2 separate regions of the Mus musculus genome follow, and region 1 is linked to region 2. Evidence: chromatin contacts called from public ChIA-PET data. All regions are on one chromosome and are shown on one strand. The core of a region is the stretch at or near the end of the contact, and the rest is flanking DNA. Distances in the headings are between cores, read along the strand shown. Region 1 overlaps Adcy8 (adenylate cyclase 8). Region 2 has its middle 57 kb from the start of Gm30691.

The links. ChIA-PET counts read pairs in DNA pulled down with a chosen protein or histone mark.
Region 1: an SMC1A ChIA-PET map of the G1E-ER4 cell line shows a contact between it and region 2, with 7 read pairs. The contact joins two enhancer-like sites. A contact is called at or near these places in 1 of 39 promoter capture datasets (hippocampal neurons), 1 of 15 datasets of contacts at CTCF or cohesin (the G1E-ER4 cell line) and 15 of 484 Hi-C or Micro-C datasets (the AML12 cell line, the G1E-ER4 cell line, the HL-1 cell line and 10 more).

The regions. Positions count from the first base shown.
Region 1 is chr15:64,765,763-64,768,462 of GRCm38.p6, forward strand. Adcy8 (adenylate cyclase 8) reads right to left here. Exons shown (of 18, transcript NM_009623.2): 8 at 2,045-2,242. Among named protein-coding and RNA genes, the nearest start is that of Gm30752, 32 kb to the right of the region's middle. Within about 2 kb of position 1,254, at least 1 of the 459 cell types and tissues checked has an H3K27ac peak or open chromatin away from gene starts, as enhancers often do. A contact at or near this core is called in the G1E-ER4 cell line, where this site is marked.
Region 2 is chr15:64,686,078-64,688,777 of GRCm38.p6, forward strand. No RefSeq gene overlaps it. Among named protein-coding and RNA genes, the nearest start is that of Gm30691, 57 kb to the left of the region's middle. Within about 2 kb of position 1,309, at least 12 of the 459 cell types and tissues checked have an H3K27ac peak or open chromatin away from gene starts, as enhancers often do. A contact at or near this core is called in the G1E-ER4 cell line, where this site is marked.

The sequences.
Region 1 (2,700 bases), core at 4-2,503, 80 kb after region 2:
AGATGACACATAGCTGGATCATCCATGGGCAAATCCCCACGTATACTAGAGTACCACCCTCTAACTGTTCTGGAAGAGGCTTAGATAACTCAGACTCAAACATGCTTTTCCTGCCACTGATCCATTTTCATTCTAGTATCAGGGAGCTGCAGGTAAGATGCAGAAACTGTTAGCTAAAACACACTAGATAATACAGTCTGCAGGAGTTAGGGTGAGAGAGAGGCAAGTGCACTTTTAGCATGAATGAGTAAAGGGTTTTGCTCACTTCTGGGCTAAACTGTAATGTCTATACAGGCTAATTATGAAGATTCTCTGAAAATTCCCTCTGCTCATTATCCTAGTTCCTTTTGTAGAGTATCCAGAAGACAAAATGATTTTAATTTTGGCATGTAAGCCCTTAATTATATTATGAATAAGAAAAATCACACCTGCTATTTGGGGGGGATGTTGAGTGAGGAAAATGTTTGTTTCTTTCCTTTTTTTTTTGTGCATAGACACAATGGAATCTGAACTAGGAACTGAAGGTGGAAGGTATTCATGTTAGAGTTTGCTGTCTGTAGGTAGGGATCAGAGAATCTCATTGAGAATGGGGCCGGTAAGTTATAACAGGGCATGTGCACACCATTGTGAATTCTCCTAACTGGGAAAAGCACAATCTCCAGGCAGCTGAATAAACTCATAAAGGAATCGTTAACAGGAGCTTCATGAAATAGTGGGTCAGGCTCCTGAAATTTGCTGCAAGTACCCTGCTGTTCTTGCTGGAGGCTCCTGCAGATGTGAAACACACCCTGGGCTCAGCTAAGGAAAAATGGTCTGCTCTTGGCAATGAAAGGGAGCAGTTGACTGAAGCAATATACCCCACCTATCTTTGCTTCTCCCCAGTACAGGTTTGAAATAGAAGAAGGAAATAGAGAATGTCACCAGCACAGTGACAGCTTGCCATATTTGAACGATTTGCCTAAGCAAGGCATTGTCTTGGAGACTATCATAATAACTTGTGTGATGGTTTATGACTGTCAAATTGACAGGATGCAGAATCATCTAGTCTGGGAAGTGCAGAGCATGCATGTGAGGGACTATCTACAAATGTTATCCTTGGGACACACATGGGCTTTTATTGACTAAGTTACCTGAGTAGGAATAGTCACTCTATCTGTAGGTGACACCTACATGAACTGGCTTCCTGAACCAAATATGAAGGTGAAAAGGAGCCAGACCTTAACATTGACTGCACCTTTCTTCCTGACTGTGAAGGTAATATGACCATCTGCTTCAAGCACCCTGATTTCCTTACCACGATGGACTGAACCTTGAACTGTGAATCAAAAGAAATCCTCTCTTCCTTCACTGCATTGCCAGTTTTTACTTATTTATTTATTTTTTAAGTCACAAGAACAAAAAGTAGCCAGACAACTTGTGACTGAGGCATGTATAACGACCTCCTTTTACGGAAGGGAGTGCAGGCTCGGAGATGTCATTTTTCTTATCAGAGGTCACGCAGAAAGGAAGTAGCAAGGGAGGGGTTAAGCTTGACTCACAGTCTATGGTTTACTATCAAATTTAGATAGAGGATTAAGTCTGATCCAATACAGCAGACATGTGAAAAATCAGACAGTGTTTAAGATATAAGTGATACCGGGCTCAGTGCTTACATTTACATCAGGTTTTGAGAATCCATGTATGTTAAACTATCAGGGTTACAATGGAAGTGAATGCAAAGGCTTAGCAACACTACTTGGCTTTACTGACTCAAAGTGGAAGAAACCCTTTTGATGCTTACTGAGTCAAGGCGTCTTTGTTCCTTTGGCATCTTTCCCTTAAAGTGCAGAGACGAGGCTTTCTTTATCTAATGAGTATCTCCCTTCATGGCCTTCAGTTTACTCATTATTTCAAAGATCATAAGGAAAAAAAAAACCCAATCAAACCAAACCAAAGGAAGAACAGAGAAAGCAAGACCACAGCCCTTGTGCTCTCTAATCCCACCAACATTGACAGTAATTTACTTCAGAAAAAAAAAAAAGCCACTGTGGAGACTCGGTTCTACCTTGTGCTCCAGGCTGGAGTCTTTAAACATCAGTGAGAATGGCTTGATATGCTCTCTTCTCAACTTATCGCCACTCCGCAAGTCGATGGTATGCTCTATTCTCTTGTTAATTTCCTCAGGCCCAGACTGGACATGCAAAGCTTGTGCGAGATGGTTTGGAAGCAGATTTATTGAATTTCTTGTTAGGGCAGCCAGAGTCTAGAGGGAAAGCACATGCAGATACAATAAACCTGCTAGTCCCCTTAGGATCCAAAAGAAACGCAATGTTGTTTTAGATCATGTTGCATTGCATACAGTCACAGCATCCCATGCACTTGTATTCAGTGGAGCCTACCACATGTGATCAGTTAGCAGCCTTTGGTTCAGAGAAACACAACCTGGCAAAATGTCACAGGGAGAGGAGTGATCTCTTCCCTCTGTGTGGCTGAATTCCTTTGGTTTGAGGCATTTAGGGAGCTGTTGCCTGAGAAATGGGAGTCACCACTGTTTCTCTAACCTGGCACATCCCAGGTATGAGAGAAAGAGAACCAATAAGTAACAGAAAGTCTGTGTATCCAACAATCTCAGCAAAGGGATCTTTTCCCACTGAGCAGATTCTACACTTTGATGAGGTCATTCACCCAATGGTGATGAGAAGACTCAGTGTGCTTCCTGAT
Region 2 (2,700 bases), core at 59-2,558:
ACAGAAAACACAACAAACAAAACAGAATATTAAGTCGGGAGTCAGACAGATCTGGGAGGAATTGGGGGAATTGAGGGAAGGGTAGGGCTGAATATAATTAAAATATTGTGTACATGTATGAAATTTGCAAAGAATTATTGAAATATAAAAGCTAAAATATTGAAATCTTATTAATATGTTCTTGGCATTAGTGTGCATATTAGTTTACACATTTGCAAAACAGGGAGCTGATATTGTGAATAAAAAGAACACACCCAGTGGGGGGCAAAAGGTCAACTTTGACTTATGTGTTGGAGGAGAGGGACATAGATGTTAAGGAAAGGTTTCAGCCCAGAAGAAAACAGAAGAGAATTTCTCAGAAGATCCCATTTCTCAGCTGTCCATTTTGAGCAATGCAGCTGCAGTGTCATTAGGACACTGTGGCCACAAGGTGGTGAGGAAAGAAGTCAATTTCAGAGAGTTTGCCATGAGGCTGTGGAAGTGTGTGTGTGTGTGTGTGTGTGTGTGTGCGTGTAGCAGGGGGTGGTGGTGTAGGGAGGCAGCAATAAGGACAAATAAAGAAGCTTAGAGAAGAGTCTGGAGAGTATGGCTAATAAGATGCTTCATTAGCATAATTTTTGGCGGGGGTGTTCCGTGATGGCTGATGGCTGGGGTAGAAGGCAAGAAGCACAGTTGTCTACACGGACTAACTATGGCAACAATTTAAAGTGCTTAAGGACATGTGGACAGGAAGGTCCAGGAGTACCCGCAGTGAAAAGAAGCAGAAGAGAAAGCATGCATACTTTCCAGAGCCAGAAGATCTGAGGTTTCTGAGGTTGTCTCATCATGGGCAGGATGACTGGAGTCGAATGATCGATCACTAAGGCAGCTTGTGACCTCAACTCCTAGCACAATAACCACGTATGCTATGTGTTCAATAAACAACAGTTCTGAGTAAGTAGATCACAGATCATATGCATCTTTTGCTCACTGAACAGCTTAGCAGAGCAGTGTGATAAAGTCGAGGTCTGATACGGGGTCTCCACGGTCCTGACCCAGGGCTCATTTCTTTTAGTGATCTTGTCTTAGAATTTGTCGTCTGTGTTCTCTTATTCGGAGACACCATCCTGACCTCCTGACAGGCTTAGGCAAAGGGAAGTTCAAATTCAGCGTTTCCCTTTCTAAGATGTGTGGTCAAGGCAAATACAGAACCGGCTTAAACCTCTGCTGTGTCAGGTGCCGAATGTTTTCTCCTTTGTAGAGTAGTATTAACTTCAGAAGAGCTGATCTAGTGCTAGGGTCTCCAGGACGCTGTTCACCAGTGCTACCACAAGATGGCAGCAAAGGAAAGCATGTGCCTGTGAAGAGGCCCTTAGGCCCAATCCTAAGGCTCTCCAGTGGGTTCAGAAAGCAGATCTGCTCTGATAGGAGTTTTCACTGTAACCTCCCCGCCCACAGGTTGCCTCCACTATTTGGTTATGCATCCTCACCGTAACGTTCTGAAGTTTATGTCGCACAGATCACACTTCCATTTGGGGTCTGTTTAGCCATCTTGGAAACCCATGACTGTCATTAAAAGAAGTCTGGTGTCTGTGAGCTCTTGTAGAGAGCAGACTGAGGGCTTCAAAGGCTGTGCGAATTTTTAGTCTGATTAAGGAAAAGGCAATAACTGTGCCTTAGTTAGGGTTTTATTGCTGTGAACAGACACCATGACCGAGGCAACTCTTTTTTTTTTTTAAATTTATTAGGTATTTTCTTCATTTACATTTCCAATGCTATCCCAAAAGTCCCCCATACCCTCCTCCCCACTCCCCTACCCACCCACTCCCACTTCTTGGCCCTGGTGTTCCCCTGTACTGAGGCATATAAAGTTTGCAAGACCAATGGGCCTCTCTTTCCAATGATGGCCGACTAGGCCATCTTCTGATACATATGCAGCTAGAGACACGAGCTCCAGGGAGGGCACTGATTAGTTCATATTGTTGTTCCATCTATAGGGTTGCAGACCCCTTTAGCTCCTTGGGTACTTTCTCTACCTCCTCCGTTGGGGGCCCTGTGATCCAGTAGCTGACTGTGAGCATCCACTTATGTGTTTGCTAGGCCCCGGTTTAGCCTCACAAGAGACAGCTATATCAGGGTCCTTTCAGAAAAATCTTGTTAGTGTATGCAATGGTGTCAGAGTTTGGAGGCTGATTATGGGATGGATCCCCGGGTATGGCAGTCTCTAGATGGTCCATCCTTTCATCTCAGCTCTAAACTTTGCCTCTGTACCTCCTTCCATGGGTGTTTTGTTCCCATTTCTAAGAAGGGGCAAAGTGTCCACACTTTGGTCTTCGTTCTTCTTGAGTTTCATGTGTTTCGAGGCAACTCTTATAAGGACAACATTTAATTGTGGCTGGCTTACAGGTTCAGAGGTTCAGTCCATTATCATCAAGGTGGGAGCATGACAGCTTCCAGACAGGTATTGTCCAGAAGGAGCTGAGAGTACTACATCTTCATCTGAAGGCTGCTAGAATACTGACTTCCAGGTAGCTAGGATGAGGGTCTTAAAGCACAAGCCCACAGTGACACACCTACTCCAACAAGGCCACACCTCCAAATAGTGCCACTCCCTGGGACAAGATATTCAAACTATGACAGACCATATTGTAGCAAAAGCACATACGGGATTTGTTGGAGGAAACAGAGAGTTAGAAGGGCATAGGTGACATTGCTCAGCAG